Linked DNA regions of Sus scrofa: all the other regions are linked to region 1. The links are chromatin contacts, called in public HiChIP or PLAC-seq and promoter capture Hi-C maps. All regions are on one chromosome and are shown on one strand. Each heading gives the region's core, a stretch centred on a gene start, on an enhancer-like site or on the middle of the called end of the contact. The rest is flanking DNA. Distances are from core to core; before and after follow the strand shown.

Region 1 (3,979 bases), core at 935-3,434:
AGAAAGGGCGAAGGGTGTGCCACCACAGGGTTCCAGAGAACCAGGGGCACGAGTCAGTCCATTCCCCTTTCTCTGAGGTAGGGTCTCTAAGACCCCGATAAAAGGGGAGAAGTTAGTTATATGGACTCAATTTGCTTCCGGACCTTTTCCAGAGCCTTTCTGTCCAGTTGTCGCTGACGCACGATGACCAGGCAAGCAAAGACCAAGGCCACACCTACAACAGCCCCTTCGAATTTCCAGAATAAGTGTTGTTCCATCAGAGCTGAGCGGCAGCTAAGGGCAAGAAGAAACAGTTATTCCCAGGGAAGGCCACGTAGCCTCTCCCTCTAATCTCTTTCCTGCTTCATCCTAACCAAGATACATAGCTGAGGGAAGAAGAGGAAACCAAAGCCAGCCATTTATTCATTTATTCATTTATTTATTTGGCTTTTTAGGGCTGTACCCTCAGCATATGGAGGTTCCCAGGCTAGGGGTCGAATTGGAGCAGTAGCCACTGGCCTACACCACAGCCACAGCAAATGCCAGATCTGAGCCATGTCTGCGACCTACACCACAGCTCACAGCAATGCCGGATCCTTAACCCTCTGAGCAAGGCTGGGGATTGAACCTACATCCTCATGGATGCTAGTAAGATTCGTTTCCCCTGAGCCACGATGGGAACTCCCAGAGTCAGCCTTCTAATGTGTTTATAGCACATTAATCCCACTTGAATATTTAATTTGTTTTCTGGTGAGAAAAGCAGAGCTGTGTGAGCCAGTTTTACTGATGAGGAAATATGGCCAATAACATCGTGCCGAGGAGTAGAGCTGGGACTTGGGTTCGAGTTATTTGGCTCCAGATCCCCTCCTCTTTCCAATATGCCATGCTACCTCCAGACAAAGAGGAAGTGGGGGGACAATCTGCCTAAAGTCATAGGGAGCAAAGGAGGTGATCTAGGAGGTTTCAAGAAGAGAAGAAACACTTACCTCTTGAACTCATTCCTCTTAGATGAGCTGCATGTGATTTTCTCCACATACCCTGTGGAACTGCACTCAGGGGTAGTTTTCTGTCAGGAGGAAAGGACCAAAGCATATGTTAGGAAGTGGTGGCAGGAGAAGCAGAAGGCTGCCATTCAGAATGGGCAGGTGCCCAAGTGCTATGGCTCAGAGCTGGCAGGCAACAGAGAACTAATGAAGACTTCTGATGGCGATGATGAGGTGGTGGTTACATGATCAGGAGTATCTTTTAGCAAGAACACTTTGGGGCAAGACTCTAGGAGAGGTGACAGCAAGTTCTGGAGCCCACTGGAGTATAAATGAACCGAACACAGTTATTAACTGAATGTTGCCATTAACTTGAAAAGAGCATTTTTGGGGGGCGGGGGGAGGGGGACAAGTTCAGATGTGGACTTAGACTGCAAGGAAAAAGAAGACAAGACAATGCAAAGGCACACTTAGTTAATTTGATGTGAGGAAAGAGGGAGAGAAAACAGATACTCACAGCCTGGAAATTAGAACATGGAGCACACTCTTCTGCCACCACAAACTCTTCCACCAGCCAGCACCGCAAATTTGAGGTGCTCACTAAAGACGGAGAGAAAATGCAAGCCCCAGACTTCGTTCAGGAAGTATTTCTCCCCAAAGTTCTGCCCATCGACTTCCTAACCCCGCTGAATGGCCTCATTTCACGTGGTGCCGCCCTTTTCCACTCGTGTTCTTGGTATACGGGAAGATATAAACACAAAACAAAACAACTATAGGGGTGTCGGGTTCCTAGACATCACCCACCTGAAAGTTTCTCCTCGCGCACGGGAGCTTCTGCTTGGCTGCAGCGGGTGACGGGGGGGAAAGGGGCAAAAGTCAGTAGCCAGAAAACTGGGAACTGACCCACCTCCGCGGTCCAGGGACGGTCTCCCTCACCCCAGGGGGCGGGGACGACCCGCTACCGCCATCCCCTCCTTTTCCCTGCCCTCAGCCCCTCCTTACCAGAGCTTTAAAGTGAAAGCGCAGAGCAACCAGCAGAGGTGGTGGCCCTGGGGGAGGCCACGCCTCCCCGCGCCCGCAGGCATGGAGTGCTCAGCGTCGCACCTGTCGGGACACAGGGACCTGCTTGACTGGCCTCGTGCCTCGGTCGGAACGCAGAGGCGGCGCTTACTCAGCAGTCCTCGGGGAAGTTCCAATTCAGGGCTACGAAAAGCTGGTTTGCCTAACAGATCAAAGACTCTATCAGGACATTCCCATGACCACGGCAAGAAAAGGCAATAAGCATTTGTTGGCTAGGACCGTGAGTTTCCTTCGGACCCGTCAGATCCTCTCCAAGGGCCGAAAGGGCGTAGGGCCTAGCACTCCCTCGGCTCCGCCTCCACTCCCGGCGCAGCCATCTTGCTCCGCGCAGGACCCTGGGTTTTTCCAAAGTTAGGCCAGTCGTCGGAAGCGGAGGCCCGCGGGTTGCCTGATGGGCCTTGTAGTCTTCCGGGCTAGGTGGCGCCTCGCCGGTGCTCCCCGGGAAATGGATCCCCCTGCTTTTGTGCGGTGAGACGCGACCCATTGGCTCGACGCCCCGTTGCATTATGGGCCTGGTAGTCTTTTGCGGGAACTGGGGAAATGGCGGTGGTCGGGTTCGAGTTATCGGTTCGTTGCTCCCTAGGCTGTGGCTGGTTTGCTTTTCTGGGCTAGAACAGTGAGAAGTAAACGGAACTATACGTCTGCCTCTCAGGACTTTCTCCCTCCTTAATGGGATTCACAGGAATTCTCGTTGTGGCTCAGCGGTAACGAACCCCACTAGCATCCATGAGGATGCGGGTTCAATCCCTGGCCTCCCTCAGTGGGTTAAGGATCCGGCGTTGCAGTGGCTCTGTGTAGGCTGGCGGCTACAGCTCGGATTGGACCCCTAGCCTGAGAACCTCCATATGCCGCGGGTGCAGCCCTAAAAAGACAAAACACACACACAGGATTCACCATTAAGCATCGGACTTTTAAATACCCTTCTCCCTTCCCACCTCCATCGGAAGTCAAGGGGAGATCCTGGGTGGGCGGTCCAGAGATGGCAAAACTGCATTTTTTCCTCCTTCCAGGGGCCAGAATACCAGAGATCCAAGGTGAAAGTGAAGCCTTCCCCTGTCTCTGGGCTTTCACTCAGCTCTACCCAGGGTTCACCTCTCCTGTTAATTGCTAAATTAACCCAGAGCTGGTCCTTTGAATAACCTCCTCAGATGTTCTCAGCTGTCTCTTGCTCCTACCTAATGCAATGAGGAGAGCTTGAGATGTGAAGTCCCAAGAAGTGTTGAGTCCAAGTTCAGGTGCTTAAGCTAAATGACTTTAGGACTGTATCTGAATGGCAGTGTTCTGTGTCAAATGGAAATACTAATGTGCATTTTCTAGGTTTCGGTATTTTTTTTTGGCAAGATGCAAATGAAATGTTTATAAAAATACTTTATTCTCTTCTAATTATACTGCCTCACATTTACCTTTTAGAGTCAACATTTAGCTCACTGAAGTTGGCATTATCCTTGTTTTATGAATAAGATCAGAGTGTGTCACCTGTCCAAGATCACACAGCTAATAGAAGAGCTGAGGCTTAAGCCCAGACTTTCAGGCCACAGGTTTTTATTTTTCGTTTTTTAATTACTCAATGAATTTATTACATTTATAGTTGTATAATGATTGTCACAATCCAATTTTATAGGATTTCCATCCCATGACCCCAGCGCATGCCCCCACCCCCGTTTTTGTTTTTGTTTTTTGCCTCGCTTGTGGCATGTGGAAGTTCCCAGCCAGGGATGGAACTCGTGCCACAGCAGTGATCCAAGCTGCTGCAATAACAACGCTGAATCCTTAAACCCTCTGTACCACAAGGGAACTCTCCAGGCCATAGATTTGTGCCTGATTTCCATCCCCATGGAGTTAAACCTTGACATACATCCAGAACTGTAGTGATGTGACCCACATTCTGGGTTCATGCTTTACTATCTGATAATGTATTAGTCACTATCCTAATTGTG
Region 2 (3,979 bases), core at 408-2,907, 240 kb after region 1:
GGGAGCCATGGGGTGATGCAAGTGACCTCTCCTCCTCTTGTCATGGGGGCTGTGGAGATGGAGTAAGGGCTTCCTTGCTCCCAAAGCTAGCTCTCCAAATTGAAAAGATCAATGAAAGCGAAATTGCCTTGTGATCACTCATCTCCAAGAGGCCATAATTCTCTCTAGAGAGTAGCCTTTCTTTGGAGCAGGGGAGGATGGATTTGGGGGCGTGGGGAGAAGGTGGAATTGAAAATGAGTAGAACGGATTCACTATCTTGTCTCTAAAAGTATCCTGCCCTCTTTTCATCTTTCCCTTATTTGAAGTTTGAAAGTGCTTTTTTATTTGCCAGAGGTGCTCTAGCTGCTGTATAAATCAAATTTCCTATGGTTGCAAAAGGATAAGCTTCAGAGTAGCTCTAAGCAAGGGGAATGGGAGAGTAAAACAATTTCCAAATCTCCACCTGAAGATGTCACAAATTTGTCCCACTAACTAGACTTTTCCTCCCCATTCATCCTCCCATTCCCCTGCAGACGGGCAGCGGGCAACGTAGCCAGACCAGCTCCATCCCGCAGAAGCCCCAGACCAACAAGTCTGCCTACAACAGCTACAGCTGGGGGGCCAACTGAGGCCCTGACCCTCTTCTCCCGGTCCCATCTTCTGAGAGGGCTTCTCAGCCTGGCAACTATGGAAACAGCATCAAAGAGAGAAAGGAATGTGGGGGGGTTCCGCTGCCCCCCACACCCAGCGGCCCACCCCATGCCTCAGCTTCATGTCTGTCCCATTCCCATACCATCCCCACTCTGTTGTATGTATTATAGGATTTGTATTTTCTTCTTTTTTTTTTTTTTCCTTTCCTCTCCTCCTCCCCTCTTGCATTCAAGATTATGAAACTTTGCTGTGGGCCCTGCCCTTCCTTCTCCTCCTCCTGTTCACCCTGGTGGTGTGGGTGAGGTGGGGAGGGGGGACCCCCAAATATATATCAGCCCAACAGCCCTAAGTCTCCTCCTTTATTATTAGGAAACAAAACAACAACAACAAAAAATGGTGTCATGAACATGAACAGCATTGTCAGATGAATTAGTTGAAGTGTTTTTTTTTTTTTTTTTTTTTGTACTGTGTCTTCAAATTTAATGGATTAATGTGTCTTGTATATATAAAAAGAAAACCTCTACCTTCAGCCTCTGCCCATTCTTGCTCCGTCTAGGATATCCTCAGTCTCGTCGATGACCAGCTTGGTGAATAAGTATTACTGTACCAACTGGGCCTTCTCTAGCAGGCCCCGAAGGCAGTGGAATAAAATGAAATCTTCGCCCTTTAAGAACTCCGACCTTAATGTGCTAGTATCTTGCCCCTGAGGGGGTTCCCTTCCGTTCTCCCCTAAGAATTTCACGGCGTGGCCTGGAAAGAATCACTGCAAATCTTCATTTTCTCCAGATCTACAGCAGATTTTAGGCGGTGAAGGGAGTGGAATGGATAGCAGATACTGGGTGGAACGGAAGAGGATTAAATGAAAACTGAAAGAAATGGCTTTGCAGAATCAGTTTAATTAAGATGGGTCCAGGCAAATGAACTGGAAAGAAATGAGGGCAACATGCACTGTTGTTGGCCAGCAAATCTGAAGCAGTAGTTCTTGACGCTTGAGTGCTTTCATTTCACATAACTAATACCCAGCCCCTGAAAAGAAGTCTAGAGTCAGGCCAGGGTTAGGATGGGGGTGGGGTACAGGGAGGCAGAGGCTTTGAAAGTCAAATGATAGGAAAAAGATACTAAAAGCCCCCAATTTTTCCCTCCCAAGAGTTCCCTTGCTCTCTTATGAAGTCTTTAACCTGCTGGTTGCAGAGCTTGCCTGGAAGAATTAGAGGAATTCTTAACAGCTGGAGAGAGAAGTCCTTGCGTTCCCTGAGTCTTTTTCTTTTACTCAACTCTGGGGAAGTCACTACATTAGAAGGAGCTTGATGCAACGTTTTGTCCATCCCTCTGGTATCAGACTTAATTGGCTCAGTCAGGAAACAAAACCGAGGCGGGTCCAGGAGGAGTCCATGGGTGTAGTGAGCCGGCGGTGAGGGAGGGCCTTGGTCCAGTTCATTTGTGCGGATGGGCTGCCCTCTGGCGGCTGCCTCCGGTGCCATCCGGCGGCGTGAAACCCTTGAGACACCCTGTCGGACCGACCGCATTGGTCGGCAGAAGGAATTGGCTTAGGAGTCAGGTGACTGTTGGAAAACGAAAATTAAGTACACCCACTCCCTTCACAGGGAACAGGTGGGGTAAAAGAAAAAACCTTTCGAATTCGATAGGCCTGCCCCGCCCTCAACCACGCCCCGCTTACGGTCGTTTTACGACAGTGTCCGACCGATCGCAGGCTTGCTTTCAGGCAGCGTGGTCTGACGCTTCGCTCAATTTCCGACGGCGTAGCTTTGGTTTCTCCCCCCGGCTTTGGGGTTCGAAGGTTCGAGTCCCACGACGGGAATGAGCCTCTTTGATCTCTTTCGGGGATTTTTCGGCTTTTCTAGACCTCGGAGGTGAGAATGGGTCCGGGTCAGATAAGGGAGGGGGATCCGCTGAGGGAAGCTTGACCCCTGACACACTGTTTTTGGAAAAACATCCTTTTCCCCACTCATGCAACTCCTGCGGAGAGGGCAGAAGTCACAACATTGAGCACACACCCCGCGGCAGTAACCAAGGCAGTCGTTAAGAGGAGAAACAGGCGCTTAAACGTTTCTCCGTTCTGGGGTGATGCAGCAGGGGCCCAAGTGTGGGGAAGACAATGCAGCTCTGGGGAAGGGGTCAGTGAGCGAGCGGGACCTTGGGAGAGAGGGGAGGGGTTGGGGAACGCTGAAGAAAAGCTGAGGGGAAATGTTTGGGGGAGCCGCGAGGCGAGGACTGGCTTTGATAAAAACAAAACAGACACGATGGCCAGTTCTCTAACGCTCGCTTCAGCTTTCCAGTTTCCTACTCTTGTCCACCATTAGCTGGTTTTATAGATTAAGTAGTGCCGAAATCTTGGTGGCCAATCTGCATCCATCCCCAGCCACAGAGATCCCTTTTTTGGAGGGATGACTCGCGACGAAGATGAAGATGATGAAGAGGAAGAAGCCACATGGAGCCAGGGGAGCTCGAGGTTTGAAGGTCCCCAGCCTCCCGAGGAATTTGGCTTTGGCTTCAGCTTCAGCCCAGGAGGAGGAATGCGTTTCCACGATAATTTTGGCTTCGATGACTTAGTACGGGATTTCAATAGTATCTTCAGCGAGATGGGGGCCTGGACCTTGCCTTCCCGTCCTCCTGGTGTGTGGATGTCCCTGGGGGAGAACCTGTGGTTTCTGATGGGTCGATGGGTGAAAAAAAGGAGCCTACAGAGAGTAGTTGGGGGGTGGGAAGAGAGAAAATGGATGATTTCAAGATTTAAAAGAGCCCAAGATCTTTCCCTCCCACCTCCAGCATCCACCTGCCACCTTTCTGCAGAACTTCCAGGTCCTGAGATAGAGACACCTGGTGAGAGACGGCAGGAAGGACAGACACTTCGGGACTCAATGCTTAAGTATCCAGATAGTCACCAGCCCAGGATCTTTGGTGGGGGCCTGGAGAGTGATGCAAAAACTGAATCCCCCAAACCAGTACCAGACTGGGATTCCCAGAGACCTTTTCATAGGGTGAGTACATCTGGGCCTGCAGTGAGAGCCTGTGGAACAAAACTGCAAAGACTGGAATCCTTATTGGAATCTGACAGATTTGGGTTGGAATCCTAGACTCTCCACATAAGAGTATTTATCTGTTTTCTATATTAAGCTTTTTGTAGGATTTTCTTGGGGGGGGGTGAGAGGAATGGAAGTTCTTTTTGTTTAAAAATATATATATTGGTTGAAATGATTCTTGGACAAGGCAGAATTATAGAGGTAGGCTAAAGTATCAGTACAGGGATGGTTTTTGGTAAAGAGTTACATAGAACAGCTAGGAAGGAGGGAGGGGCGAGTAAATTAAACTATTCTGATTGGGATTATT
Region 3 (3,979 bases), core at 895-3,394, 230 kb before region 1:
GTTCCCGGGCTCGGCTATTCAGTAGATGCCGGTCTACACCACAGCCACAGCAACGCCAGATCCGAGCTGCGTCTGTGACCCACACGACAGTTCATGGCAACGCTGAATCCTTAACCCACTGAGCGAGGCCAGGGATTGAGCACACAACCTCATGGTTCCTAGTCAGATTCGTTTCCACTGCACCACCATGGGAACTCCTATTTAAGAAATCTTTTAATTCTTTTGGAGCAGTGGGTTGTTACCGGCATTGTCACTGCAGTGGCTTGGGTCACTGCAAGAGGCAAGAAATTGTACAACATAATTTCATTTTTGTTAAAAAACAAATAAAAACAACCCAAGACATAAACTGTGGATATGTGTTTATGTATGTTTGAAAAAGTAGAGAAAGATCTACACAAATTAGTGGCACTGATGACAAGAGAAATGAGATTGGATGGGGTCAAAGGGGAAAAAGAAGATTCACTTCTTTAATGTTTGAATTTTTTTTAAACTTTTATTTTTTTAAAATTTTATTTATTTATTTATCTTTTGTCTTTGTGGTATTTCTTGGGCCGCTCCCGTGGCATATGGAGATTCTCGGGCTAGGGGTCTAATCGGAGCCATAGCCGCCGGCCTATGCCAGAGCCACAGCAACGCTGGATCCGAGCCGCGTCTGCAACCTACACCACAGCTCACGGCAACTTCGGTTCGTTAACCCACTGAGCAAGGGCAGGGACCGAACCCTCAACCTCATGGTTCCTAGTCGGATTCGTTAACCACTGCGCCACGACCGGAACTCCTAATGTTTAAATTTTTGTAGTGAGTTTTAATTACACGTTTTTTTAAATTATAGGAATTGAATTTATTTATTTATAAACCACACCCAGTGGCTCTTGGAAGTTCCCAGGCAGCAGCTGATTTGCTGCAGTGAAAACGAGGGATCCTTAACCTGCCTCACCACAAGAGAACTCCTAATCATAGGAATTTAAAAAAATGTCTTGGGAGACTTATGCTGATTAGGTAGGGGTGAATCGGGTAAGTTTACTGAGAATTTGGGAAATTTAGAAGGTATCTGAGAGGGTTGTTTAGTATAATTAGAGAAGTAGCAGGATGTTGAATGGACTGGAATCCATTAAATCCCTAGGGATGTATCATATATACACATGTACATAGGCTAGAGAAGAACAAATTCCAGAGCCTTTTTTTTTTTTTTTTTGGTGCCACGCCTGAGGCATGTGGCAGTTCCCAGGCCAGGGATTGAACCCGACCCACAGTAGGGACCCCTGATCTGCTGCATTGACAATGCTGGACCCTTAACTCGCTGGGTCACAAAGGAACTCACAGAGGCTTTTTTAAGAAAAAAGTGGTTGAATATGGGAGGGAGACGAATGAATGTCAGAAACAAGCTTCTGCAGCCGGGTTGCTGGGGGCAAATGCTGACACTAACGCAGATAAAACAGGACAATACAGAGCTTCCAGAAGCCAATAATGAATCAGTGCACGATTCTAATGATTTGGTGGGCAAAGTGGGTCTATGCACTTTTTTTTTTTTTTTGCAACCTCTGGCGAAAAACTGCACTTGCGTGAGCGCCTACACTTGCTTGCGTGATGCACTCTTAGCTCCAGGAGCTGGCGCCATACTATCCGATGACATTTGCTCTGGGACCGCTTAAGGGTCAAGGCTCCGCTCCCCGGCCCCGCACTGTCAATTCGTAGCTAGGTTTCGGGCTTCCCAAAGCCACCCAGGACTAGTGCCCCGGTTTCCGCACCCACCCCAACTTCAGAATGAGGGAGAGCGAAGACGGGCGCCGCGCGTGCGCGTCAATATACGCAGGCGCAGCCTCTCTCCTTCCTGATCATCTCGCACTCACACCCCACCTCCGGGAAGTCGTTCTGTCCCGCCCTCTGAGAGCAAAGAAGGAATGCTATTGGGTAGTCTGGTTGTCCATCAACTCAGTCTCTCTTTTGCTCAATACCATTGGCAGCCGGGGAGAAGGCTCTGGGGCCGACGTCGGCCTATTCCTTCGAGTGTCAGCGCCACCGCGGAAGCCGCTATTGGCGGAGGCCAGGGACCGCGTCTGCTCACTTCCGGCGCGGGCCTCCACGATTCCTTCCCCTCCCCCGCCGTCGCCCTCAGCCTTCCCACCCCCCCGCCCTTCCACCATGGCCGCCTCTGTGTGGTGTAGGGAGAAGCTTGTCCTCCGTGTCCTCCCATAGCGCTTACTGCTTCACCCTCACCCCCTGGGGGCCGGATCCAAAGGAACCTCGCTCCCCAATCCTTGGGGCACCAGCCAGGAAGGTTTCCTATTCCCTGCTTCAGGCGCAGGACTCCTCTTTCCCCCACCTCCTGAGGCAGAAACTTAGGATTTTCCTTGCTTCTCTTAGGGTCAGAAGCCAGAGAGGGCTCCCCTTGCACTTCTTCAGGGACAGAAGCCTCTCCCACCCTTCCGTAGGGGTGCAGACCCTTACCCCAGCATACTTAGGAGCTAACGGCGTTTCCTCAGCACTGCCACTCCAGAGGCAGCACCCAGAGGCCCGTCCTCCTTCGCCTCCTGCACGGGAGCGGCCTTTCGGAGAGGAGGGAGGAGTAGAGAGGCCAGGGACCCTGTCCTTCCCGTCCCCCACTTGTCCCTCTTGTCCCTCCTGTCCCTGGCAATCCTAAATTCCTCATTTCTAGGACTTCCCATCCATCCACTCCCTGGCCTTTTCCCGTCTCCTGGCTGCAGCCATGGAGTTACAGAAGGGAAAGGGGGCAGCAGCAGCAGCTGCTTCGGGAGCAGCGGGAGGTGGAGGAGGAGCGGGAGCAGGAGCCCCAGGAGGGGGGAGGCTGCTACTTTCTACCAGTTTGGATGCCAAGGATGAGTTAGAGGAGGTAGGTGTGGGGGGTGGGGAAGGGAGTTAAGAAATGGGGTTGAGGAGGGATACTGGAGCGGATATAGGGTGGGGGTGGGGGAGGAGGCCTTCAAGTTTTTTCTAAGGCCACACAAACACTGCTCCAGACTTCCTGGTCCTGAAGGAAGAAGTGTGGGCCAACTTCCTGGGCAGGTTGTCATAGCAACAGCAGCCAGTGGTGTGAAAATGGGGTGGGGGGGTGTTGATGAGGAAGGGATGCAGCATCCAGATCTACCGAATTTATTTTTGATAGCCTTTTCCGCATACAGGCCACAGCTATTCTGAATATTTACCCTGTTTCAGTCTTAGGTCATATATTGAGTTGAGAAGTAATGTATGTCTGTATAGGGGTCTGGGGGAGGGTGGTGGCAGACAGAAGCTTGCAGACAGACATTGAACCCTTCTGTGAGATAGTATTGACTTCATGTAGGCACAATTGCCAGTGATGTTCACTGGAGTTTAGAATGAGTGAAGACTTAGGAAGAGTGCGTTGTGTTTAGTTACTACAGCAGTGGGGCGAGCAGGGCATAGGACGTAGGGGACTCTCTTTCAAAACCAGGTCATACATCCATGAAGGAGAGAACACATAGCTGCTGAAAAAGGGGATAGGGTGAGGCGACGGAGTGGGTTTGAATCAGGATTTTAGACTACTGAATAATTGACCCTCCCCTCCCCCACTGGCCCTTGCCCTGTCTGACAACCCAGAGTTGATCACTTATCCCTTTCCATTGCTCTGCATGAAGAGACCCAGAAGTGGGACATGATTGCTGAACTGTTTGTAAGACCTAATACATTCAACCCAGTGGCTATCCAGGGACAGGATGAGTCAGGTAATAGGCTCTGGCTCTTCACTGGCCATTTCCCTGCTTCTGATTTTGTCACTGCTCTCTATCAGATACTAGAGGGTGGGCAGGCTGATAGGTGGAATTCATAGTTTAGATTTGAAAAAAAAAAAAAAATGTTGGTTCAGATACAAGATGGTGGAACCTAGGTGCAAAAATGCACTTTGTGAATCAAGAAATGCCTGGATAGCAACATTGCTGATTATCCATCAGCAAATGTCTACTCACAGCCTGGCTTCCCATCATGCTTCTCCCCGTAATTCTTT
Region 4 (3,979 bases), core at 574-3,073, 190 kb after region 1:
TTAAAAGTGGAAGACAGAAGAAGCAGGATAGGGGTGGCAGTGGGGTATCAAGAGTTATGACTTAGACATTTTAGGTTTGAGATGCTTATCAGACATCTACTTGGAAATGTTAGGTAGGCAACTGCATATACAAGGATAGAACTCAAGAAAAAGGTATGGGATAGAGATAAAATTTCGTCAGTAGATATTTAAAGCCAAGGAAAGGAAGGCAATTACCTAATAACTTAGTTGCTCACTTCCTGTATACACTCAGGTAAGTAGCTTCCTTTTCTTAAGTTTCAATTTGTAACATGAATGACGGAACTAGATGACTTACAGGGCCTTTATAAATCTAAAGTTGTGCAAAGGCAACCATTCTCACTGATCTGGGGTTAAGTTTAACCACCCTAATCCCATCCTAAGACAAAATTAGAAAAAAACCGCCCAAATAGCACAAAGTAGCCTAAGTTTAACTGGGAAATATACCACAATGTTTTGGGAATCTTAATCCAAGTCCTCCGTTGTGCATATGCAAAAACTTAAGCTCCTGGATAAGCTGCATGCTGTGCCATAACAGTGAACAGGTATGCCAAGACCCAAGATGACTTTTATTGCTCAATATACTAAAGTCAGCGCATGGGTAACTAAACGAGAAAACGTGGGAATTAAGTCAGTTCTAAAGGCAAAGTAAATCTTATTCTGGGCCGTAATAAATCAGAAGAATCAGGCGGCCTATCTCGTACCTTAAGGACCTACCTTGGGAGCATTGTGTCCCACAGGGACATGAGGGCCCCTTCGGGATTTCATTGCAAAGCGCATGATTTGCCTCTTCACAAAAATAAATAGCAGTACAAACACCTGTCCAAAAAATGAAAAAAGTAAAGAATCTTTAATTAAATCGTTCCAAAAAAAATGCCTTCGTTTCAAATCCCCCAATTCGGGTTCTCGAGGATGCTTTGGGTAAAAAAGTTGGGGCAAAGCAAGGCCATCAGCGACGGGGTGGATACAGGGAAGCCTGCAGCGGAGAGGCGTGAGGGTCTGCATCCTAGGGTTTAGAGGGAGGGTTCTCGGCTAGAGGCGGGGCGGTCCGAGTCGGTGACTTCTGCTCCCAGGTACTCCTGGGATAGGAGTCAAAGCCCAGAAAAAAGCGCAGGTGAGTGGGTGGAGAATGAAGACAGGGCGCTGCTCAAGAGGAGGGCCTTTACTGGGTCAGACGCGACAGCAGGGACGGGTGGGGGAAATCTCCTCACCAGGCTCCCGTAGGCCATCACCAGCACGACATTCACGCCGGACAGCCAATTACTGCCAGACGCCATGGCCTCCCCACCCTGCGCAGAACTGCTCCGGTTTACCCCGCTGCACTGCCTCGTCAGCCCGGGCTCCGCCGAGGCAACAGCGCTTGGGTTCCCTGAAGCGCCCCGGCCATTTCCTTACGGGGAAAGACCAAAGCTGACCGGGCCTGAAAACATGGCGGTTGGGGGGGCTAGGAAAGAAGAACGACGCCTTCCCGCTTCCCCCCAACACGTGACTCAGGCACGCAATGGCAACCGGGACCCGCGGGTGCGGAGACGCGGAACTAAGCCAGTAAGAGGAAGCCGAGGCCATCCGTGCGTCACGTGGTAGAGGCGGGGCCGCAGCGGAGGAGGCGGGGCGGACGCGCCGAGCCGGAGTGAGGTGTCTCGTGGCGGGGCGGCACGCGCACGCTTGCGTGCGCGTCCCTTTTCGCGTCACGTGCTGGGGGACGCAGGAAGGCAAGTGGGAGGGGGAAGGCGCGAGAGCGAGCGCGAGAGGGAAAAGGAGGGAGGGGGGTGGGGAGGAGGGAACCTTATATCACGTGACAGGGGCGGCGCGGCCCGGGGTGTCAGTGTGGAGGAGACTGAGGTAAAGTTGGGAGCGCAGCGGCGTTGGCGGCGGCGGCGGCGGCAGCGGCAGCGCGGCGGGGCCGGGTATTGTCCGCGGCCCCTTTAAATCCGCGATCCCCCTTTTACCCTCCCTCTTTTCTTCCCTATCCCCGCCGTATCCCCCTCCCTCGGTAGGCCCCCCCCCGCACCGTGTGTTCCCCACTGTACACCCCCCCCACCTAGTCGTGCGAGTCCTGGCGCCCCCCCACCCCTCGAGTCGGCCGCTGGAGGTTTTGTTTATGGTTGGGTTCGCGGCCTACTGGGCCGCGCCAGAGCCGGGGCCTCGATTTGGGAGCGTGGCCGGGGCGGGGCTTGGGGCAGCTGGAGGGGGGGCCATGCGGCTAGAGCCTGAGAGGGGGAGAGCGAGAAAGAGCGCGAGCGAGCGAGGCCTGGGCCTTGCCTGAGGTAGGGGCCTCTCTCTACCCTGGTCGGTGCCTGTGGAGAAAACGAGAAGGCCTCCTCCCTTTCCAACCCTCTGCGGGCCTCCTCTGATCCGGATCCGGCCTGGTTTGGGGGTGGCGGGGGGGGGGGATGGGGGAGGGAGGGCGTTGGGGTGGAGCTGCCCCAAACTCCCCCATGTGGCCCTCAGTTTGGAGTGCGGAGGATTAATTTGTTCCGGGTGGGAGGTAAGGAGGCGATTGGCCCCGTGAGCTCCCGATGTGGCGCTGAACGAGGTGAGCCTCCCATCCTCCGCGCGTGGGCTTGCGTCCCCTCTCCGTTTCCAGCCTCTTTGTCAGCTCCTCTTATTACCCTTCCTTCTTTCTCACCGCCCAGGCTCTCGAAATATATTTTTTTGCTGCTGTCTTTGGCTTCCTGTCGTCCATACTGTAGTTTTGGGTACCCCAAACAATTATGCTATTTGGGAGGCTGGGCATACAGGCTCCCAGAGGATGTATTACGCCTAAGGGACGTAATTAGAGCAGTAGGGTATTTGTCCAATCTTCTCATAGTGGGACAGAAATTCCAAATTTCTTCAGACCCTTCACCTTGTGGACAGTCGCTAAATTGCTTTGCAAACTGATGTCACAAACAGGAGGCTGCTCCTTTTCCACCGTTCTTGAAATGTAGCCATCTCTGGTGTAGGATGTTGTGGGGGGAAAAAAAAAACCAAACAAACCACCACAGTAACAGGCCTTTTTTGGTGTTATTGTTATCCCTTTTGCTTTTGATTGTCCCTGATTGTTAGATGGAGAACTCCTTTTTTGTTTCCTCCCCATCCACCTTACACTGCCCATATCTTTTGCTTTGGGGATATCTGATGCTGGGAGGTGACAGGGGTCAGTGACAACCCTCATTACTGGAGAACTAAAACGTTTTGGCTTCTCATAGATTGATAAAACTGCTTTGAGATCCTACAACCATTGTCCTTAAAGATTATCCTATTCCAGTGATTATTTCCGTTGTGAACGGGAAGTCGGAAAGTATTGCTGGCATGTAAACTAATGGTGAAAGGCCTTAAAATGTACTGTTTTGGTTTTGATTTTTAAAGCCCCTACTTGCTAAATGTGTCCTAACTGGGAAGTACTCTTTTTTAAATTAGATTCAAATTGATGGGGAAGAGGATGCAGGGGTCATTGCTGCAGAGCATCTAGGGGAATTATTTGCTCTGTTAGAGGTACCAAGCCTTACCCACCCCCTCCTCCAGCTTCAGAGTTTCTGAATTGTTTCTCAAATTAGATTGTAAGCTCCCTGAGGGCAGCAACCAAGTTATATTGCTTTTGTATTTCCTAAAGTACTGGACACATAGTAGATAACTCAATAAATATTTGTTATTTATTTTTTTCTGTAAAATTTCTCTGGCTATTTTTTTAAGTAGCTGGTTCTCAAAAAAAAAAAAATGGTCAAGGGCACTCCTGTGTTGAAACCTGTATTTGTTCCTACAGTACTCCCTTGGTCTCCAATACTTCTTATCTATTTCCCGTAAATATTTTTATTTTCTAAGAAAGAGTATTTAACAAGATTCCTCGCCTCCACTGTGATAACTGGGTATGTGTCTCTGCTTGCTACTAAAAAGCTACTAATTCTGTGCCCTCCAGTGATCCATCCTAGATCACTTACTTTTGACCTGTTGCTCAGTGTTGTTACTACCTAGGTGGTAA
Region 5 (3,979 bases), core at 490-2,989, 140 kb before region 1:
AGCAAAAAAAAAAAAGGAGAGACTATAATTTATAAAATAATTCTATTTCATTTGATAACAGCAGTTAAGGGAATTAGTACTATCTCCATTTACAAATGAAGAAACTAAATGTAAGAAGCATAACTCCTAAATGACAAAGCTGGAACAAGAACCCAAGTTTTCTGATTTCCTATGATAAAATGCTAGGAAGAAAATACGAGTCAATTCAGAATGGAAGGGCTCTACCTAATTCAGCCAAAACTTTTGTTTCTTAGAGTCTCTACCTCAGACTATTACTTATCCCTATCACATACATTCATAATTTTTACTTATCAGTGTCCGAATTATTCATTGATCTGTTTATAACCAATATTGGGCCCATTAGGCACTCTCCTCTACTGTCAGGTGTTCCCCTAAGTCTTTATGTTTAGAAATTCAGGCTCAATAACTTCTGTTAGCATAGACTATGTGATGTTAATAATTTAGAATTTGATTCAGTGTTGGTTAACAGCTTTTATGTGGTTATAGTTATCTTTATCAGTCTATTAACTATAAGCACTCAAACACCAGGGACTGAATAACACAGCACAATGCCACATAAACACTGATATTAAAAACAGGGGTTCTGGGAGTTCCTGTCGTAGCTCAGTGGTTAACGAACCCAACCAGTAACCATAAGGTTGTGGGTTCGATTCCTGGCCTCACTCAATGGGTTAAGGATCCGGTGTTGCTGTGAGCTGTGGTGTAGGCCGGCAGCTGTAGCTCTGATTCGACCATTGGCCTCGGAACCTCCATATGCCGCAGGTGTGACCCTAAAAAGACAAGAGACAAAACAAAACAAAAAACAGATGTTCTGGGAGTTCCTGCTGTGCTACAGCAGGTTAGGGATCTGGTGTTGTCTCTGTGGCAGCATAGGTTCAATCCCTGGCCAGGTGCAGTAAGATAAGGATCTGGTGTTGCCACAGCCATGCCATAGGTCACAGCTGCAGCTCCAATCTGAATTACTGGCTCAGGAACCTCCACACCCAACGGTGTGGCAAAAAAAAAAAAAAAAAAAAAAGAGTTCCCGTCATGGCTCAGTGGTTAACAAATCCAACTAGGAACCATGACGTTTCGGGTTCGATCCCTGGCCTTGCTCAGTGGGTTAAGGATCCGGCGTTGCCGTGAGCTGTGGTGTAGGTCACAGATGCGGCTCGGATCCCGCGTTGCTGTGGCTCTGGTATAGGCCGGCAGCTACAGCGCCGATTCGACCCCTAGCCTGGGAATCTCCATATGCCATGGGAGAGGCCCTAGAAATGGCAAAAAGACAAAAAAAGAAAAAGAAAAAGGTGTTCTAGTCTTTAAATTATGTATGCATCATGCTAGGCACATTTAAAAGAACTAAGGAATATACTGCAAAAAATAGATAAGCTACACTATACACACAATAAAAACATTAAGCCTAAGATATACACACACACAAAAAGCTTTTTGATATGGTGCTCCCAAAGAGCCTCTGAATAAGGGATGGGACATAGTCTGGCAATAGTAAGGAGAGATTATTCAGTATTACATAGTGCCCTGTGATACTCTGCCTGTATCAATCAGGTGTGGCAACTGCCTACTCAGATAAAAAGATTGAGCAGAAAAAAACAGCTTTACCTTGGCTGTCGATGACACTCTGTACAACTTCTTCCAAGCCTACCATGTAGATGAACTCGCTATTGGCTGCACTAGGCAGGAAATGAAGCAAGGGAGCAGGTGGTTTAGGGGGTGGAATCTCCAGGAGTGTCTTTTCCAGCTGTTTGCGAAGAGCCAATTTGGCTGCAGCCTGTGAGTTGGCAGCATCAGTCATGGCGCTGGGGCTAGGAAGTGGTGAGGACACTCTGTTCACGGTCCCTGGCTGGATATGGGAGGCAAGGTTCATATAGATGGCAGAGGATGTTGTGCGCTGACAGGGAACAGAAGAACTTGACTGCTGAAACAGATTGAGACAGACTGAGTATAGGGGTCAGTAATCGTATGTGGGAGAAAAAAACAATTCTTACTTTTGAGGCAGGGAATACTACCTGATCCTAGTGTGAACTACTTAGCTCCCCTCAAGCTCAGAAAAAGACATGAGGCATCCAACTTCAGTGAAAAAGGACTCTGGCACATAGGAAAGGAGAAAGATAGTGGCTATGAACTAAAATTGCTAAGAGAAAAATAAAGATTTGGAATGTTTTGTCATATATTCTTATGCTTCTTATTCCCTAGATTCTTTTATCTCTTTCTTCTAGAGAGCTTTTAGCTTACTGCTGCTCTGCTGCTCTCTTCTCCACTACTATAGTCATATAATTTCTCAATGTTTCTACTTTTTGGGACTGCTGTCAACCCACCAAAATTAGGACAAAATTTGTTGTCTTAGAGTTTCTCAATGTCCAAAAAACTTAAAATCTATGATTCTTTCAACCAGGAAAGTAAATAAAAGACAGCTATGTTTCCACATTGGGGCTCCCTCTTACCGGCTGGTAATTGATAGCAGGATTCATATTGGGTGTTGTAGTGCGTACAAGGCCAGGCTTAGGTGGGCCCCGCTGACCCTGTAGCTGGGCTGGGTTTGGTGCAATCACACGCTGAGACATCAACATGTGTGGGAGGGTGGTGTTGGTCGCTGAACGGATGACACTGTGACCCTGAAGGGGAAGAAGAGGAAAAGATACAGTCCTAGGTGGTAAAATGCCCCACAAAATGCCAAAGAGAAAACACTACCTATAACATATAGCTAAGTGGAAACACAGAAACACAATAATTTCATCTAATGGACTATGGGAAAAATCATCATCATCAAAAACCTGATTAGTGGCTAGAAAGTCCCGGGCCTTCCCCCCACCCCCGCAATTGCCCCCAATGCATATGGAAGTTCCTGGGCCAGGGATGGAATCCAAGCAGGAGCTGCAAACTACATCACCGCTGTAACAAGTCCCTGGCTTTTTTTTTGGTATAAGCTATTTAAACCTATATGGAAAAGAGGTAAGCTGGAAAGCACCGGTGTAGAAAGACTGCAATGGAAAAATAAGTTATTCATCTTTCTACTGTGGACTAAATCATGCCATAAAGGTCCAACAGGACCATCTATAGTAATAACACATCTATCAAGGCCAATTCTTCTATGATCTTCACAAAAGTCCTAAAACAGAGAGAGGATAATAGGGCCCCCTGACACTAAGATCCCACTATGGGTCACATACCTGTAATGTTCTCAAATTCTGAGGTTCAACCCCTTGGGCCCCAGGCCGGGAGGGAAGCTTGGACAGGCCTTGTTGTCCCACATGGGCAGGAGATGGCTGCACAATAGACGCTGCATTCTGTACAACTGGAGTCTGAGAGAGAAGAGAGACAGTGGAAAAAATGCTAATAATCAGAGGTAGAAATCTGGTACACTTCTAGACTTTCAAAACTCCCTGTCAGTCTGAAGCTCTTGTTGACCAGAAGGGAAATGAGTAAAACAGAATCAAGGTTTTCCTGATTAAGGCCCAAGATAAAAAAATATTCCACAGTTCCTGCTGTGGCACAACGGGATTGGCGGCGTTTCTGCAGCATTGGGACACATGTTTGATTCCCAGCCTGGCATAGCGGGCTAAGGATCTGGAGTTGCTGCAGCTGTGGCATAGGCCACAAGTGTGGCTTGGATCTGATCTCTGGCCCTGGAGCTCCATATGCCATGGGGCAGCCAAAAGAGAAGAAAAAAAAATTGTTCCTAAAGACAGAACCAGAGACAAAAAAGGCACCCAGCTCAATCTACCTGGGGTAGACCATTCTCAAACCAGTTTTTCTTTGCTTTCTGCAGGTCCCTTATTTCTCAAGCACAGTACCTTCTGGACTACATTTTCTTTTTGTAGCTGACTCTGTCTCAGTTTCTTTAACAGCACCAGTCGGGCTTCTTCCAATCGCAGCTCATCCCTCAGCTGCTTGATGAGCTGCTGCCGTTCCTCAATGCCTTTCCCCTGAGGAAACATGGAGAACATCAGCTATGGTAGCA
Region 6 (3,979 bases), core at 384-2,883, 140 kb after region 1:
GTGTACGCTTCAAGAGGGTACTCTCATAGAAGAAGGGAAACATATATTACAGGCACCTCTCATCTCCACCCAAAACGAATCTTGTCATATTACAAGAAATTTACACTTCATGGAGTCTGGGTCTCAGGACCCTCATCTGTAAAATGAAAATAATATAATAGTACTTACTTCAGAAGACTGTAAAAAAGGAATGTAGTAAATTGTGCCATACTTAGTTGTGGTTTTTGTTTGTTTGCTTTTTAGGGCCACACCAATGGCATATGGAAGTTCCCAGAAGAGGGGTCAAATCTGAGCTACAGCTACCGGCCTACATCACTGCCACAATAACGTCAGACCCAGATCCGAGCTGCATCTGCAACCTACACCACCACAGAGCAACACCAGATCCTTAACGCACTGAGCGAGGCCAGGGATCGAATCCCAGTCCTCATGGATACTAGTCGGATCCATTACTGCTGAGCCACAACAGGAATTCCAATTAGTTGTGTTTTTACATTGAGAACTCCACCTCATTTAGTTTTGTGGAGTACTCTCACACCCTAGGCCTCTCTAAGCTTCTCTAGCTCCTCACCTCAATAAATCTCCTCAGACCTTGGAAATCCCTCTCACTCTGTTTTAATCTTTTCAGGGCAGCAGAGGTTCCCAGGCTAGAGGTCAAATCAGAGCTGGAGCTGCCGGCCTACACCACAGCTCCCTGGCAAGGGCGGATCCTTAACCCACTGAGCAAGGCCAGGGATCTAACCTCCGTCCTCACGGATGCTAGTCAGATTTGTTTCCGCTGAGCCACGAGGGGAACTCTGAGGAAGTTCTCCACATCGGGTAACCATCAATGCCTGAAACCTCCAACACAAGCCTTCCTCGTGCCCTGAGAGCTGTCCACACAGTGACTTCCCCTCCCCACAAGGACCCACACATAAGCAGAAAATAGCCCACACAAGGAAGACAGGCCACAGCAGGAAGGGCTGGCCACTCCGCCCCCACGGACACCCCACCCCCACCCCTACAGATAAAAGCCCTTCAGGCCGAGCGGCCGCAACGTTCCTGAATGTCTTCCGTTGACTGAACCTCTCCCATCCTTGGGATCCCCCGACCCCTCACCAAGTATAGCAGCCCCGCTGTGCCTCCAGTAGGAAAGGCACCCGGCCCGGCTCCCGGCTGAAGGGTAGCAACACCTGAGGCACGTTAAGTTTGTTGGCCAGGGTTCCATGCAAAAAGAGAAACAGCAACAGGTAGCGCTGTAGAGGCAAGCAGAGCAACGCAGAGCCTCGCGGCGCTGGCGAACCCGTCATGGCGACTGCCAACCCTCGGTTCCCGCTCAACCCCAGCTGCGCCCTCAGCTCCAACATCAGCCAATCCGCAGGCGTGACGTCATCAGGAGGCGGGCCCTCCTGCTGCTCAGAATCATGGAACTGTTTTTCAGACGCTTTCCAGTAAACCAACGTTTTGCAAAGTTTAAGGCACCAAGCAGGCCACCCACTTAAAAGGGCTACTTTCTTACATGTTAGGTGGCAAATCTTTCATAGTAAAGAACAAGCAGGAGTTCCCGTCGTGGCGCAGTGGTTAACGAATCCGACTAGGAACCAGGAGGTTGCGGGTTCGGTCCCTGCCCTTGCTCAGTGGGTTAACGATCCAGCGTTGCCGTGAGCTGTGGTGTAGGTTGCAGACGCAGCTCGGATCGCGCGTTGCTGTGGCTGTGGTGTAGGCTGGCAGCTACAGCTCCAATTGGACCCCTAGCCTGGGAACCTCCATATGCCGTGGGAGCGGCCCAAGAAAATGGCAAAAAGACAAAAAAAAAAATTAAAAAAAAAAAAGAACAAGCAGAAATGTCTAAAAGGAATAAAAACACAAAACTCTCCAAATATATTCCTCCTTCTGTTGCTTGCTGTGTGGATCCTAGAGCAACCTTTTGTCCCCCGCGCCCCACCCCGCCCGATTTTCTTTGCAGTCATTTCCAGAACATTTGTCCCTGCATATAAATGGAAAAAATTTCTAGTCTCTAGTATAAACAGCTGGACTTTGTCAAGGAAGCTGTATCATTTCTACTAGGAAGTCAGATTCATGTCCAGCCTCAAGGCCAGCGTGCAGGAAATGCCAGGCACTGGCAACTCAAAGGCAGCTTTGAAAACTATCCTCTCACACAGCCTGTCTGTAAGCAAACACTCTGAGAGCTCTTCTTGTTAAATTAACTTGTTTTCTCCAAATATCCAAGAGTATCAGTTCAAAGGCTGTCTCAGGACAGTTTACTAAAACCACACATATATATAGTAGTATGTAATCTGTGTCATATATTGGTGAAGAGGTCTTAGGGTGCAATGTCTAATGAATCTACGGTTTAGAAGAATACAACTATAAAGGAAGATGCCAGTGTTAAATTAAGTAACCTATAAAAGGTCTGGCATATAAACATTAATTCTAACCTTCACATTTATGCTAACAATATATATTATCTTTATTTTACAGATAATGAAACTAAATGATTTTTATCAGTACAACTAGGGATCTGAAAGCTCAGTTTTGACCCCATTTTTGGTCAGCTTCCAGAGTGTGTGCTCTACATCAAATCCTGTTGCTACCACCCACAAAGACCTGATTTTTACCCGAACTTTGTAGTTCCTGTGGAGGAAAAACATCTGGATTAGGAAATAAAAGCAAGTAGTTCTGAGGGTTGGAGGGACTGGTTCTTTATTTCAAAAAGACACATCAATTTTCAGTATCAAAACAGTTACATTATTGGTTTTTCTTTCTCCTAATCGGCCCCCAAAGAGACCACAAAAAAGAGTACATTTTAAGCCAATTAAGCTGCAGGATGCACACCTAACAGACCTCACTGAAACCTCACCAAACGTGGGGGGAGGAGGGCAGAACTGTGTAGGGAAAGAAACTTTAAATGATCAGCACACTGCCAGCCGACTGCACAGAACTGACAGCCAGATGGGGTGACCAGTGTGCCCCAACCCCAAAGAAGCAAAGTTTCAAAATAATATAAAATTTAAAAACAGTTTTGTACATAAGCTATTCAAGATTTCTCCAGCACTAACTGACACAAAGCACAATGAGATGGCACTTTTAGAGACAGCAGCTTCAGACCCAGAAAAGGGTGATGAGATGAGTTTCATATGGCTAAATCAGTGGCAAAACATAATTTTCTTTCTTTCTAGGAGGCAGGGGAGCAAATAATAAGTGGTCACCTCAACATAAGGGGCACATGATCCATTCTATGAGCCATTGGGAACAGGGTAGAGGATCTGGTCTCAGACAGAGGTCTCATCTTAATCTGTTTGGTCACTTATGATGAAAAACATAAAAGTTGCCCAAAGATACTGTAAAGCTGAAAACCTGAACAGCACTTTTTTTTTTTTTTTTTTTGGCTAACTCCTGGAATCACCTTTCTGATATGGCAGGTACTTTTTACAGAGCAACCAGGTTTCCCATAATGAAGTCTTTCTCTGGGCTGTTTGGCTCTCAGTAAGGCAGGCCCACACACTGTTATCCTTCCTCTATGGAGAGGGCAATATGCATTAAGCTGAAAAGTTACCTTCCAAAAGTGAGAAAGGGATTAGACTGCTGCTTCAAAACTGTGGAATTACCTGGAATGTTTTTTACAAATGGTTGCTACATCAACAACAAAAAAGGTAATTACAAAATGTGTACATCACGAACATGCTTTAAAGACATTTTGCATTGTGCTCACATTCCCTTAAAAGTTGTTCCCAAAGGAGCTCAGCCTCTGGCCCACCTGAAATCTCTCAGGAGAGGCAGAGACAGTTTGGTGAAAAGGGCAAAGGGGTGGGAGTGGGAGAGGTGGCAAAAGGAGAAAGCAGCCTTCCAGTTAAAGATCAGCCCTCAGTTTAAAGGTCAGCTTCGGGCAGGCTGGCCTCAGGCGGAGTCGGGGTGAGAGGAAGGAGCGGCGGCAGGGCGGGGCTGGGGTGCTCTACATCTCATTCAGGTCGAGCAGAGTCTGGTCCAGCATCCTTTGTGT

What was found. Promoter capture Hi-C pulls out the DNA fragments that hold promoters and counts their contacts. HiChIP or PLAC-seq counts read pairs in DNA pulled down with a chosen protein or histone mark.
Region 2: an H3K27ac HiChIP or PLAC-seq map of alveolar macrophages shows a contact between it and region 1. The contact joins the promoter of HAX1 here to the promoter of JTB in region 1. A contact is called at or near these places in 1 of 47 Hi-C or Micro-C datasets (skeletal muscle) and 1 of 2 datasets of contacts at active chromatin or transcription factors (alveolar macrophages).
Region 3: a contact with region 1 is called in a promoter capture Hi-C map of liver, with 4 times the contacts expected there. The contact joins the promoter of INTS3 here to the promoter of JTB in region 1. A contact is called at or near these places in 1 of 5 promoter capture datasets (liver), 1 of 47 Hi-C or Micro-C datasets (liver) and 1 of 2 datasets of contacts at active chromatin or transcription factors (alveolar macrophages).
Region 4: a promoter capture Hi-C map of liver shows a contact between it and region 1, with 3 times the contacts expected there. The contact joins the promoter of UBAP2L here to the promoter of JTB in region 1. A contact is called at or near these places in 1 of 5 promoter capture datasets (liver) and 1 of 2 datasets of contacts at active chromatin or transcription factors (alveolar macrophages).
Region 5: an H3K27ac HiChIP or PLAC-seq map of skeletal muscle shows a contact between it and region 1. The contact joins the enhancer-like site here to the promoter of JTB in region 1. A contact is called at or near these places in 4 of 47 Hi-C or Micro-C datasets (embryonic fibroblasts, epiblast stem cells, fibroblasts and 1 more) and 2 of 2 datasets of contacts at active chromatin or transcription factors (alveolar macrophages and skeletal muscle).
Region 6: an H3K27ac HiChIP or PLAC-seq map of alveolar macrophages shows a contact between it and region 1. The contact joins the promoter of NUP210L here to the promoter of JTB in region 1. A contact is called at or near these places in 1 of 47 Hi-C or Micro-C datasets (embryonic fibroblasts) and 1 of 2 datasets of contacts at active chromatin or transcription factors (alveolar macrophages).

The regions. Positions count from the first base shown.
Region 1 is chr4:95,712,131-95,716,109 of Sscrofa11.1, reverse strand. It overlaps JTB (jumping translocation breakpoint), which reads right to left and starts at 2,184. Exons shown (of 5, transcript NM_001128468.1): 1 at 1,965-2,184; 2 at 1,767-1,804; 3 at 1,480-1,562; 4 at 966-1,045; 5 at 1-273. The coding sequence starts at 2,047. The coding sequence ends at 117.
Region 2 is chr4:95,468,650-95,472,628 of Sscrofa11.1, reverse strand. It overlaps HAX1 (HCLS1-associated protein X-1), which reads left to right and starts at 1,657. Exons shown (of 6, transcript XM_021089792.1): 1 at 1,657-2,502; 2 at 3,012-3,630. The coding sequence starts at 2,450. It overlaps UBAP2L (ubiquitin-associated protein 2-like), which reads left to right. Exons shown (of 27, transcript XM_021089781.1): 27 at 1,188-1,507. The coding sequence ends at 1,226.
Region 3 is chr4:95,942,970-95,946,948 of Sscrofa11.1, reverse strand. INTS3 (integrator complex subunit 3) reads left to right here and starts at 2,144. Exons shown (of 30, transcript NM_001243322.1): 1 at 2,144-2,851. The coding sequence starts at 2,708.
Region 4 is chr4:95,517,576-95,521,554 of Sscrofa11.1, reverse strand. UBAP2L (ubiquitin-associated protein 2-like) reads left to right here and starts at 1,823. Exons shown (of 27, transcript XM_021089781.1): 1 at 1,823-1,925. It overlaps C4H1orf43 (chromosome 1 open reading frame 43 homologg), which reads right to left and starts at 1,552. Exons shown (of 7, transcript NM_001204390.1): 1 at 1,230-1,552; 2 at 736-837. The coding sequence starts at 1,295.
Region 5 is chr4:95,853,696-95,857,674 of Sscrofa11.1, reverse strand. GATAD2B (transcriptional repressor p66-beta) reads right to left here. Exons shown (of 11, transcript XM_021089804.1): 4 at 3,813-3,944; 5 at 3,189-3,320; 6 at 2,463-2,633; 7 at 1,621-1,933. Among named protein-coding and RNA genes, the nearest start is that of SLC27A3, 48 kb to the left of the region's middle. Within about 2 kb of position 1,739, at least 1 of the 83 cell types and tissues checked has an H3K27ac peak or open chromatin away from gene starts, as enhancers often do. A contact at or near this core is called in skeletal muscle, where this site is marked.
Region 6 is chr4:95,571,628-95,575,606 of Sscrofa11.1, reverse strand. It overlaps NUP210L (nuclear pore membrane glycoprotein 210-like), which reads right to left and starts at 1,633. Exons shown (of 40, transcript XM_021089795.1): 1 at 1,099-1,633. The coding sequence starts at 1,346. It overlaps TPM3 (tropomyosin 3), which reads right to left. Exons shown (of 8, transcript NM_001001632.1): 8 at 3,911-3,979. The coding sequence ends at 3,932.